Linked DNA regions of Nomascus leucogenys: region 1 is linked to region 2. Evidence: chromatin contacts called from public Hi-C data. All regions are on one chromosome and are shown on one strand. The core of a region is the stretch at or near the end of the contact, and the rest is flanking DNA. Distances in the headings are between cores, read along the strand shown.

Region 1 (6,586 bases), core at 2,717-5,216, 170 kb before region 2:
TAATCCCAGCTACTCGGGAGGCTGAGGCAGGAGAATTGCTTGAACCCAGGAGGCAGAGGTTGCAGTAAGCCAAGATTGTGCCACTGAACTCCAGCCTGGGCGACAGAGCGAGACTCTGTTTTAAAAAAAAAAAAAGACAAAGAGGTCGGGCATGGTTGCTCACACCTTTAATCCCAGTACTTTGGGAAGTCAAGGTGAGAGAAGTGCTTGAGGCCAGGAGTTTGAGACCAGCCTGGGCAACATATTGAGACCCCATCTCTACAAAAAGTTTTTAAAAGGCCAGTCACGTGGCCGGGTGCAGTGGCTCATGCCTGTAATCCCAGCACATTGGGAGGCTGAGGCGGGCGGATCACGAGGTCAGGAGATCAAGACCATCCTGGCCAACATGGTGAAACCCGTCTCTACTAAAAATACAAAAAATTAGCCGGGCGTGGTGGCGGGCACCTGTAGTCCCAGCTACTCAGGAGGCTGAGGCAGGAGAATGGCGTGAACCCGGGAGGCGGAGCTTGCAGTGAGCCGAGATCGTGCCACTGTACTCCAGCCTGGGCGACAGAGTGAGACTCTGTCTAAAAAAAAAATGGCCGGTTGCGATGACTCATGCCTGTAATCCTAGCCCTTTGGGAGGCTGAGGCAGCCAGATCACTTGAGGTCAGGAGTTCGAGACCAGCCTGGCCAACATGGTGAAAACCCATCTCTACCAAAAATACAAAAATTAGCTGGGTGCCCAGGCTGGAGTCCAGTGGCATGATCATGGCTCACTTGAGCCACTGTGCCTGTCCAATCTCCATTAGTTCAATTTAGGTCTTTAAAAAATATCTTCTATATGTCTACCTTTTGAACATAAGAAATATAGCTATACCTAGCTGGGCTGGGTTTCACCATGTTGGCCAGGCTGGTCCCGAACTCCTGCACTCAGGTGATCCACCCGCATTGGCCTCCCAAAGTGTTGGGATTACAGGTGTGGGCCATCGCACCCGGCCATATTTTTGTATTCTTATACATTTTCTTGAGCCTTTTTCCCCCAGGACACAGCTACTTAAAAACAGTTTGATTGCTTCAGGCCTTGCTTTTATGATTTTATGATTTGTTAGGTGGGTCCTTAGGTGTGTTCAGTCTAGGGCTGATTATTCTCCACTTCTGAGGCAATACTTTTCTGAGTACACTCTGCTCTGTGCTACTTGAATGATGAGTTTTTCGAAACTAGTTGATAAGAACAAGCACCATGTCCAGCCCCATGGCAGGCAGGGCACTGCTTCTTCAAGCCCTGCAGGTGGTTCTTTCCCCAGTCTTGGGACGTCTCCCCACAGGCATGTACTCATCAAATGTGTGCTGATCACTCAGAGGGGATCCTCCACAGACCTCTGGAGTGGGCTTTCTGTTACCTCCCTTTCTGGTTAATTTTTTTTTTTTTTTTTGAGACAGAGCCACACTGTCACTCATGCTGGAGTGCAGTGGCGCGATCTCAGCTCACCGCAACCTCTGCCTCCTGGGTTCAAGTGATTCTCCTGCCTCAGCCTCCCAAGTAGCTGTGACTACAAGCGTGTGCCACCGTGCCTGGCTAATTTTTGTATTTTTAGTAGAGATGGGGTTTCGCCTTGTTGGCCAGGCTGGTCTCAAACTGCCAACCTCAGGTAATCTACCCGCTGAAAGTTCTGGGATTACAGGCATGAGCCACCACACCTGGATAACTCCCTTCTTTCTGATACTCTATCCTGTGACCTTCAGTTGCTGAATCTCCCTGAATGCTCACTTCTGTCTCCTCATCTCAGAGAGTCTGCTGGGCTCCACCTCAATTCCCTCTCCCTGCACTGCAGTCTGGAAACTCCAGCAAGGCAGCAAGCCAGGGTGATACAGGGTTCCCAGTTTTCCTTTCTCCACTGCTTGGGGATAACTGTCCTCCATAACTTGATATCCAGTGTCTAGGAAACCACCGTTTCATAGGTGTTGTTGGTTTTTTTTTTTTTTTTTTGAGATGGAGTCTCACTCTGTCTCCCAGGCTGGAGTGCAATGGTGCTATCTCGGCTCACTGCAACCTCTGCCTCCTGGGTTCAAGCAATTCTCCTGCCTCAGCCTCCTAAGTAGCTGGGATTATAGGCATGCGCCACCACACCCAGCTAGTTTTTGTATTTTTAGTAAAGACAGGGTTTCACCATGTTGATCAGGCTGGTCTTGAACTCCTGACCTCGTGATCCACCCACATCGGCCTCCCAAAGTGCTGGGATTACAGGCGTGAGCCACTGCGCCCAGCCTCGGTTTTGTTTTTTCTTGTGACAGACAGGAGGGTAAATCCAGCCCCTGTGTTACTTCATCTTGGCTGGAAATGGCAGTGGTTCATTCTTCTTTTTCATGGTTTCATAGCATCTACTGTATTGGTGACCAGAAATATCTCAGTCTCTTATTGATGATCTACCTTATCAACGGTGCTGCAGACCCCATCATTGTATGTACAGCTTGGCATCCTTTGGCGAGAATTCATAGAGAAAATTCCTGTCTATGGAGTTTCTGGGTCCATGGGTTTGCATGTTTACATTTTATTTATTTATTTATTTTTGAGATGGTGTCTCGCTGTGTTGCACAGGCTGGAGTGCAGTGGCGTGATCTCAGCTCACTGCATCCTCTGCCTTTTAGGTTCAAGTGATTCTCCTGAGTAGCTGGGATTACAGGTGTGCAGTACCACGCCTGGCTAATATTTTTGTATTTTTTGTAGAGGCCAGGTTTCACCATGTTGGCCAAGCTGGTCTTGAACTCCTGACCTCAAATGATCCACCTGCTTTGGTCTCCCAAAATGCTGGGATGACAGACGTGAGCCACTGTACCCAGCCTATACATTTTAAATATATGGTTTACATACCTTCCAGTATACACTTTTATCAGCAGCAATGGGTCAACAATGGAGCAAACTTTATATTTTATTTTATTTTATTTATTTATTTTTTGAGACGGAGTCTTGCTCTGTCACCCAGGCTGAAGTGCAGTGGCGCGATCTCAGCTCACTGCAACCTCTTCCTCCTGGGTTCAGGCGATTCTTGTGACTCGGCCTCCCAAGTAGCTAGGACGACAAGCACGTGCCACCACGCCCAGCTAATTTTTTTTTTTGTATTTTTAGTAGAGACGGGGTTTCGCCATGTTGGCCAGGATGGTCTCAATCTCTTGACCTTGTGATCTGTCCACCTCGGCCTCCCAAAGTGCTGGGATTACAGGCGTGAGCCACCGTGCCAGACCCAGACTTTATATTTTAAACTTAATTAATTACTTATGTCCTTTATTTAAAGGCTAAGCAAAAGTCCAGAGAGATCACTTGTATTTTGCAGTTTTCCCCATCTTTTATGAAGAAAAATTACATATATATATATTTTTTTTCGAGAAGGCGTCTCACTCTGTTGCCCAGGCTGGAGTGCAATGGCGCGATCTCGGCTCACTGCAACCTCCACCTCCCGGGTTCAAGGGATTCTCCTGCCTCAGTCTCCTGAGTAGCTGGGATTACAGGCATGCACTATCACACCCGGCTAATTTTTGTATTTTCAGTAGAGATGGGGTTTTGCCATGTTGGCCAGGCTGGTCTCAAAGTCCTGACCTCAAATGATCCACCCGCCTTGGCCTCCCAAAGTGCTGGGACTATAAGCGTGAGTCACCGCACCTGGCCACAAAAATTACATATTTTTGTACATGCCATTTTCAAATATGCAGATTCTCAAAAATATGGAGACCTAGCCTCCCAGAACATCAGTGTGTTTCTTTTTCTTTTCTTTTTTTTTTTTTTGAGATGGAGTTTCACTCTTGTCGCCCAGGCTGGAGCGCAATGGCATGATCTCACAGCAGCCTCCATCTCCCAGGTTCAAGCAATTCTCCTGCCTCAGGTTCCCGAGTAGCTGAGATTACAGACGCATGCCACCACGCCTGGCTAATTTTGTATTTTTAGTAGAAATGGGGTTTCACCATATTGGTCAGGCTGGTCTCGAACTCCTGATCTCAAGTAATCTGCCCACCTTGGCCTCAAAGCCACACCGTCAGTGTGTTTCTTTATGTCAAGCTTAGCTTTTAGGACCAGAGGGCTTTTTTCTCCAGGGGCCCTAAATCATCCTAGTCAGAACTTCCAGATTTCCTTTCTTCCCACTCTGATAGTGAATATTTTGACTGTTATTGATTTCCTTCTTCCTCTCCGACCAGGGCTCAGAAACACTTATGGGATTTTCTAAGCACAGAGGGTTCACTTCCTTAACATCACCTGAAGGGACTCTAAGCGGAGCCTCTACCAAGCAACCAAGTATTGACCAGGCTCTGGATTCTGCCAGTGGTCTTGGCCCGGATCAGACTGCATCAGGATCTGGTGGCGCAGCACACCCCTCTGATGGGGTTACCAGTAGGGAACAAAGCAAGGTCCCCTCTGGTACTGGTAGACAGCAGCAGCCGAGGGCCCGTGATGAAGCTGGCATGCCACGACTCCATCAGTCTTCTATATTCCAATTCAAATCAGACTCAGATCGTCACAGGAGTAGAGAGAAGCTTACCTCGACATATCCAAGAAGAGATGAACGAGATGCATGTCCTGGTCCAGTTCAACAGGACTTAACCTTGGCCAGAGACCAGCCCAGTAGGGTGCCCGCTAGCCAGAGTCAGGTCCATCTAAGGCCAGATCGTCGTGGGTTAGAACCAACTGGCATGAATCAGCCTGGATTAGTGCCTGCTAGCACTTTCCCACATGGTGTGGTACCCCTCAGCATGGGTCAGCTTGGTGTGCCACCACCTGAGATGGATGATCGGGAATTGGTACCATTTGCCATGGATGAGCAACGTATGTTGCCACCATCGGTACCTGGCAGAGACCAGCAAGGATTGGAACTACCTGGTACGGACCAACATGGTCTGGTTTCAGTCAGTGCATATCGGCATGGTATGACACTTCCCGGCACAGACCAACGCAGTATGGAACCACTTGGCATGGATCAGCGTGGATTTGTAATATCAGGCATGGGTCGGCAAGGACTGGTACCCCCTAGTATGGACCAGCAAGGACTGACATTGCCTGTCATAGATCAACATGGGCTGGTTCTACCTTTTACAGACCAGCATGGTTTGGTATCACCTGGTTTGATGCCAATTAGTGCAGATCAGAAAGGTTTTGTGCAGCCCAGTTTGGAAGCAACTGGCTTCATACAACCTGGCACAGAGCAGCATGATTTGATCCAGTCTGGCAGATTTCAGCATGCTTTGGTGCAGCCTGGTGCAGATCAGCCTGGCTTGGTCCAACCTGGTGCAGATCAGCGTGGTTTGGTCCAACCTGGTGCAGATCAGCGTGGTTTGGTCCAACCTGGTGCAGATCAGCGTGGTTTGGTCCAACCTGGTGAAGTTCAGCGTGGTTTGGTCCAACGTGGAGAGGATCAGCATGGTTTGGTTCAACCTGGTACAGTTCAGCGTGGTTTGGTCCAACGTGGTGCAGATCAGCGTGGTTTGGTCCAACCTGGTGCAGATCAGCGTGGTTTGGTCCAACCTGGTGCAGATCAGCGTGGTTTGGTCCAACCTGGTGCAGATCAGCGTGGTTTGGTCCAACGTGGTGGTGGTGGTCCAACTGGTGCAGATCAGCGTGGTTTGGTCCAACTGGTGCAGATCAGCGTGGTTTGGTCCAACCTGGTGCAGATCAGCGTGGTTTGGTCCAACCTGGTGCAGATCAGCGTGGTTTGGTCCAACCTGGTGCAGATCAGCGTGGTTTGGTCCAACCTGGTGCAGATCAGCATGGTTTGGTCCAACGTGGAGAGGATCAGCATGGTTTGGTTCAACCTGGTGCAGTTCAGCGTGGTTTGGTACAACCTGGTACAGATCAGCGTGGTTTGGTGCAACCTGGTGCAGATCAGCCTGGTTTGGTCCAGCCTGGTGCAGGTCAACTTGGTATGGTGCAGCCTGGAATAGATCAGCAAGGTTTGGTGCAACCTCAGGCAGATCCACGTGGCTTGGTACAACCTGGTGCATATTTGCATGATTTGTCTCAACCTGGGACATATCCACGTGGTTCGGTGCAGCCTGGAATGGATCGATATGGTTTGAGACAACCTGGTGCCTATCAGCCAGGCTTGATAGCACCAGGTACAAAGCTTCGTGGCTCTTCAACATTCCAGGCAGATTCTACAGGTTTTATACCAGTACGTCCATATCAACATGGTATGGTACCTCCTGGCAGAGAACAACATGGCCAGGTGTCACCACTCCTAGCCAGTCAAGGTTTGGCATCACCTGGTATAGACCAAAGGAGTTTGATACCACCAGAAACTTATCAGCAAGGCTTGATGCATCCTGGCACAGACCAGCATGGTCCAATACCACCGAGTACGGGTTTGGGATCTACACACCCAGATCAACAGCGTTTGGCATCACCGGGCCCAGGTGAGCACGACCAGGTGTACCCAGATGCAGCTCAGCGTGGCTGTGCTTTCTCTCTCTCTGACAGTCGTGATTCAATGTATCCTGGTTATGGTGGCCCAGGGTACCTAAGTGCTGATCAGCATGGCCAGGAAGGTTTGGATCCACACAGAACACAAGCCTTGGACCGACGTGGAATTCCTGCCCAGAAGGCCTCAGGCCAAGATGTTACCCT
Region 2 (6,981 bases), core at 278-2,777:
ACCATCCTGGCTAACACAGTGAAACCCCGTCTCTACTAAAAATACAAAAAATTAGCCAGGCGTGGTGGCGGGCACCTGTAATCCCAGCTACTCGGGAGGCTGAGGCAGGAGAATGATGTGAACCCGGGAGGCGGAGCTTGCAGTGAGCGGAGATGGCGCCACTGCACTCCAGCCTAGGCCACAGAGCAAGGCTCCGTCTTAAAAAAAATAAAATAAAGAAAGGTGAAGGGAAGGGGACAAGGGAGGAGAGAGAAAGGCAACTCAGGCCTGTCCCACCTGTCCCTCTGCCCTCAGGGGCCCAGGCCTCAACCTCCAAGCCAGCCTCCTCCCTGGCCTCATTAAAAAGTCCTTATTGAAGAAGGAAGTGTGTGTGTGGTGTCCCGCCAGGTAATACACGCTGAGATATCTCTGCTCATTCATTCATTCATTCATTTCAGGCAGACAGGAGGACCCTTCTGTGAGTGTGAATGACAGGCAACCCCACAGAGCAAGAGCACACTGGGGACTCCCTTCAGGGTCATCTCACTCAATCCCCTGCCTCAGGGCAGCTATCCAGTCAGGGAATGAGGCCTCCTGGTTTCCCACCGCAGGGGCAGGATCCATCAGCCCTCAGTTTGGGTTGGGGGGGAACGGTGGAAACCTGGCTGTCGGCCTGCTCCCGGGCAGGGCTTCCCTGTGCCCTCCCGCCCCCAGCCAGCAGCCTGTGTCTTCTAATTTACTGCCCAAGGCACTGCACCCTCCTCATTTGCGGCCCCCGGGCCACTCCTGCCAGGCAGCCCACCCCTCCGAGGCTCCTCTCCAAACACAGTGCAACCTCAGCTGACGCTGGGGCCCCAGAGCCGCTCTGCCTCCACTCCCGCCACACTCAGCTGTCCTCTCCGACACCCCCGGCCCACTCCCTGCTTCCCGGCTTTCCTTCCATAAGGCGGGTCCCTGTCCTGAGGCCCCCTTCTCCCATCCTTCAAAATCCAGTCCATACGCCTGTGCCTCGGCCTCCCTGAAACGCCCCATAGCTGTGGCTGTTCCCCCAACCCAGGCCGCAGCCCTGTGCCTCTCCTGTGGCCTGGATGACCCAGGCCTGCAGCGCACCCCAAATTTCCAAATGTTTCCAAGAGCACCATCTCTGCCTCGCTGAGTTCGTGAACAAATGAACGAAACTGCCCGACCCGGAAAAGATCCCGCCTGGCGGGGGCCTGTGCGGGCCCTTCCTGAGGACAGCGCCACCCGCCTCCGTCCCGCTCCCCACCGCAGCCCCGCACGGAGAAAGCGCTGAGTCACGTTCCGGGCACGCGGCCCCGGGAAGCCAGGCCTCAGGGGCGCGCCTGGGCCCGTGGGGGGCTCCTGGGCCTGCTGGGGGAGCGCCTGGGCCCGCGATGGGGGCGCCCCGCACCCGCACCCGCTGCCCAGCGCAGCCCCCGCAGCGTCTCCGGTTGCCTGGAGCCACGGGCCGGGCAGAAGCGGGTGCCAGCGGCTGACGCCACCGCGGCTTGCCAGCCGAACCCCCCTTCCGGAGTGGTTCAGAGGAATGGGGGGTGGGGAGCGCGAGACGCCCCCAGCAGGCTGCCCCGACCCCTGGTTTCCTGCCTAACCCCCAGGTCGGGTTCCTGGGGCCTTCTCGATGCCCCCTTGTTGTTTGCCTCCCTTCTATCTCCACGTTCCCTCCCTCTTCAGCGCCCCCTCCTGCCCCCGTTCTGTCCCCACCCATGCCCCTGGGCCTCTCCCTTCCCCTGCACCCTGGACCTTCTCGGAGGTTCCAGCTGCCCGAGCGCGGTGGACGCCAAGGGTGGTGTGAGGCGCCCCCTTGCGGCCCGGCCCGGGCTCGCCTCACCTCCCCGCCTGCTTAAGCCCTCCCGGAGCGCTCGGAGTTCAACCCTCGAGCACGGCGGAAGGAGGGCGCCCCACTGCGGCACAGCCACGTCCACGAAGCCCCTCCCGGGGTTCTAGAAAGCGGAGGCCTCCGGTAATAGGGGCTAAGGCTGGGCCAGGGGGACAGGGGACAGGCCCTCCCAGCTCCTCCCCTGCCGAGACAGGAGGGGTGAGGGAGAGGGGGAGAGGTGTGTGTGTGTGTGTGTGTGTGTGCGTGTGTGTGTGTGTGTGTGTGCGTGTGTGTGTGTGTGTCGCGCAGATAAGGGGCCATGGCCTAGGACAGCCAGGCAGTGAGTGGCAAGCGCCTGATGGGTTGCTTTTCCTTCATTTTACAAGCCAGGAAGTCTTCCTGCGGTGGGGTTTGCAGAACCAGCAGAATCCCTCCTGGGGCCACCATGTTCCTGGCACCGTTCTGAGCCTTTGTAATGCTAATCTCCTGTAGTGAGTGCCTGGGGAGGGTTGGGGGGCTGTAATATTGTTGTCCTTGCAGAAGGAAAGACCGAGGTGCAGAGAGATGTCTAGAAGGTGCCAGAAGGTGACTGTCCAGCCCTGGTATCACTGCCTGGTGATTTCGTTTCTTTGATCTTCACGAATGGCCTCACTGGGTGAGTCCAGGGGCCAGGAGGCTCCAGATGCTGTCAATGACTCAGGACTGTTTGGGGGCAGATAAGAGGAGGTGAGGGGTTCCACGGGTTCTGGATAAATTGATCAGAACTCAGAACACATTTCTAAGCAGTGATCATTAGCTGCAGAAGCCGATTTTGTTCCTAACATACTCCAACTACAGCTGGAAAGGCCAGGGAAGAACTGGAGTGGGCACCGGCTAACATTTCTTGAGCACCTACTAGGTACCAGGCCCTTTATATGCGCCATGTCACTTAATTTACCTCAAATCCAAGGGGCCTTTGTGGCGTGTTATTCAGAAGTCACAGGGCTAATCGGGGCAGGGCTGGGATCAGACAGGCCTGTCTGGCCTCACACCTGGGTTCTTTTTCCTCTACTCTGCCATTCAGCTGTGATTTGGACAGAAATCAGCTGCCACGTGCAACATTCTCCCATGGGAACATGTGTCAGCAGTACCTATCTCAGGGCCCAACTCCTTCCTGCCCCACAGCCCTCTCCTGGGACTTGCCTTAGGCAAGATGAGAAATTGGGATGGGAGGTGTGGGGGCGGGGCAGGGTGTGCAGGTCTCTGGCCAAAAGAGAAGCAGGAAGGGATACAGATTCCTCCCAATGCATCTCTTGGCCTAGGTGTTTCTGTTGCCCACGAGTATGTTGCTGTGATTCTCAGGTCAAAGAGGTTCTCAGTTGCCTCAAAAGCTGCACCCTTGGCTGGGCATGGTGGCTCACGCTTGTAATTCTGGCGCTTTGGGAGGCCAAGGCAGGTAGATCATCTGAGGTCAGGAGTTTGAGACCAGCCTGACCAATATAGTGAAACCCTGTCTCCACTAAAAACACAAAAAAATTAGTCGGGCGTGGTGGCGGGTGCCTGTAGTCCCAGCTTCTCGGGAGGCTGAGACAGGAGAATTGCTTGAACCCAGCAGGCGGAGGTTGCAGTGAGCCGAGATCGTGCCACTGCACTCCAGCCTGGGCGACAGAGTGAGACTCTGTCTCAAAAAAAAAAAAAAAGTGCTGCACACCGACCTCCTTCACTTTGTCTTCCCTGGGACCTGTACGCCATCCCTTTGATCCTCCTTCCGCGCCCCTCCTCCTCCTCCTGGAGTTAGCCTTCATGCACTTGTTTATTTGTTCATCATAGATTTACTGGGTACCCGGAACACCCTCTGGGTCGGGCCAAGGCCAGGTGCTGGGGAGGCACCCTTTAGAGGGCCCGCTGAGCCTTCTGGTCATGCATGGCGATTCCATCAGCCCTGGCCCAGCACCCCTCTTGTTTGTGTCACTCAGCTGTGAAGACCTGTTGCCTGTGCTTGTCTTTGATCTGCCCCCAGCGGGGCTCCTGCTGGCTTAGCCTTTCCTCCCTCCAGCTCTGCCTGTGAGGTCCAGGGATCCTTCCGGGCAGTGGACCCTGCTCTGCTGGGCACCTCGCAGGCTCCGCAGGAAGCTTCTGGCTTCCAGCACCCCCTCACCTTGCTCACACTTTGCCTCCACCCCTCAAGCAGGCGTGATTCCTCAGTGATGCCCCAGACCCTATAAGGACCTGAATTCAAACCAGTTTGCTGAGGCGACATTCAATTTGTAGTTGTGAAAATGAATTTAAAGTTCACCTGAGCAGGCCGGGTGCGGTGGCTCAGGCTTGTAATCCCAGCACTTTGGGAGGCCGAGGCGGGCGGATCACGAGGTCAGGAGATCGAGACCACGGTGAAATCCCGTCTCTACTAAAAATACAAAAAAAAATTAGCCGGGCGTGGTGGTGGGCGCCTGTAGTCCCAGCTACTTGGAAAGGCTGAGGCAGGAGAATGGCATGAACCCAGGAGGCGGAGCTTGCAGTGAGCCGAGATCCTGCCACTGCACTCCAGCCTGGGCGACAGAGCGAGACTCCGTCTCAAAAAAAAAAAAAAAGTTCACCTGAAAAAAAAGAACAAAAGTAGACTATCCAGGAAGTTTTTTTTTTGGGAGGGGGGAAAATAAAAAACCATGAAAGATATATCCCCCACCAAATATTAAATGAATAATTAAGTTAAAAAGCTTTTTTGCTTTAACTGGTTTGGTACTGTTGTTGAAATAAGCAAAAACACTTCAGTGGAACAGAATACACCCAAGAAATAGATCCAGATATCTACATGGAAGAAATGGTATCCAGACTGTGAAAAAACTCAGATGGCTCAGTAATATAAACTTAAAAAAAAAAAGTACGAGGAAAGAACACAGGTGTTTTATTTATCCCAAGCTAAGCTTTTTTTTTTTCTCAGAATCTCACTCTGTCTTCCCAGTTGGAGTGCAGTGGAATGATCTCGGTTCAAACGATTCTCCTGCCTCAGCCTCCTGAGTAGTTGGGATTACAGGCGTGCGGCACCACGCCCAGCTAATTTTTGTATTTTTAGTAGAGACGGGGTTTCACCCTGTTGGCCAGGCTGGTCTCAAACTCCTCACCTCAAGTGATCCACGCACCTTGGCCTCTCAAAGTGCTGGGATTACAGGTGTGAGCCACCGCGCCCGGCCATTCGGACTTTCTGTTTTATAGCTTTTTGTTTTTGTGTCTTGCTTAGAAAAGCTTATCCCAGGCAGGGCGCGGTGGCTTACATCTGTAATCCCAACACTTTGGGAGACCAAGGTGGGCGAATCACCAGGTCAAGAGATCAAGACCATCCTGGCCAACGTGGTGAAACCCTGTCTTTACTAAAAATACAAAAACAAAAATGTTTACAAATTACAAAAATTAAAAATACAAAAATTAGCTGGGCGCGGTGGCACACACCTGTAGTCCCAGCTATTCAGGAGGCTGAGGCAGGAGAATCACTTGAACCCAGGAGGCGGAGGGTGCAGTGAGCTGAGATCGCACCACTGCACTCCAGCCTGGGTGACAGAGCAAGACTCCGTCTCAAAAAAAAACAAGAAAAAAGAAAGAAAGTCTGATAAACATAAATCATAACCATAAATAAAATATGAATAAATGAAAGAATTTAAACTCCAGTAGCACAAAATAGCAACACAAAAATGAAATTAAACCACATATTTTTATTTTTTTCAAGACAGGGCCTTGCTCTGTCACCCAGGCTGCAGTGCAGTGGCCTAATCAATGTTCACTGCAGCCTCAACCTTTCAGATTCAAGCAATTCTCCCGCCTTAGCCTCCCAAGTAGCTGGGACCACAGGAGCGTGCCACCACGCCCAGCTAATTTTTGTATTTTTTGCAGAGACAGGGTTTTGCCGTGTTGCCCATGCTGGTCTCAAACTCCTAAACTCAGGCAATCCACCCGAATTGGCCTCCCAAACTGCTGGGATTATAGGCGTGAGCCACCATGCCTGGCCCACATGATAATGAAAATGGGAAAAAATAAGAAAAAATTTTTCATATAAATGATTAAATAATATTCTTTAATGTGCAAAGAATTGGCTGGGTGCAGTGGCTCATGCCCGTAATCCTAACACTATGGGAGGCCGAAGTAGGTGGATCACTTGGGGTCAGCATTTCGAAACCAACCTGGCCAACATGGTGAAACCCCATCTCTACTAAAATACAAAAAAAAAAAATTAGCCATTCTTGGTGGCAGGTGCCTGTAATCCCAGCTACTCAGGAGGTGGAGGCAGGAGAATCACTTAAACCTGGGAGGCGGAGGTTGCAGTGAGCCGAGATCACGCCACTGCACTCCAGCCTGGGCGACAGAGCGAGACTGCCTCAAAAAAAATAATAAAATAGGCCGGGCGCGGTGGCTCACGCCTGTAATCCCAGCACTTTGGGAGGCAGAGGCGGGCGGATCACGAGGTCAGGAAATCGAGACCATCCTGGCTAACACGGTGAAACTCCGTCTCTACTAAAAAATGGAAAAACTTAGCCAGGCGTGGTGGCGGGCACCTGTAGTCCCAGCTACTTGGGAGGCTGAGGCAGGAGAATGGGGTGAACCTGGGAGGTGGAGCTTGCAGTGAGCCGAGATCGCCCCACTGCACTCCAGCCTGGGCTACAGAGCAAGACTCCATCTCAAAAACAAAAAAAAAATTAAAAAATAGTATACAGCCAGGCGTGGTGGCTCACGCCTGTAATCCCAGCACTTTGGGAGGCCGAGGCGGGCGGATCACAAGATCAGGAGATCGAGACCATCCTGGCTAACACAGTGAAACCCTATCTCTACTAAAAATACAAAAAATTAGCCAGGCGAGGTGGCGGGCGCCTGTAGTCCCAGCTACGCGGGAGGCTGAGGCAGGAGAATGGGGTGAACCCCAGGGGGCAGAGCCTGCAGTGAGCCGAGATCGCGCCACTGCACTCCAGCCTGGGTGAAAGAGCAAGACTCCTTCTCAAAAAAAAAAAAAAAAAAAGTATACGAAGAATTCTGAAAATTTACTAAGAAAATATGAACATCATTATATAAGGTGGACAAAGGGCTGGGCATGGTGGCTCATGCCTATAATCCCAGCACTTTGGGAGGCTGAGGTGAAAGGATCTTTTGAGCCCAGGAGTTCTATACCAGCCTGGGCAACGTAGTGAAACCCCATCTCTATA

What was found. A called contact is a pair of places that touch in the nucleus more often than the background predicts.
Region 1: a Hi-C map of an unstated tissue shows a contact between it and region 2, with 4 times the contacts expected there. The contact joins the promoter of QRICH2 here to the enhancer-like site in region 2. A contact is called at or near these places in 3 of 4 Hi-C or Micro-C datasets (a lymphoblastoid cell line and an unstated tissue).

What each region holds. Positions count from the first base shown.
Region 1 is chr14:90,689,372-90,695,957 of Asia_NLE_v1, reverse strand. It overlaps QRICH2 (glutamine-rich protein 2), which reads left to right and starts at 3,966. Exons shown (of 17, transcript XM_012495735.2): 1 at 3,966-5,593; 2 at 5,596-6,586. The coding sequence starts at 4,183.
Region 2 is chr14:90,519,972-90,526,952 of Asia_NLE_v1, reverse strand. No RefSeq gene overlaps it. Among named protein-coding and RNA genes, the nearest start is that of EXOC7, 14 kb to the right of the region's middle. Within about 2 kb of position 1,527, the one cell type or tissue checked has an H3K27ac peak away from gene starts, as active enhancers do. A contact at or near this core is called in a lymphoblastoid cell line, where this site is marked.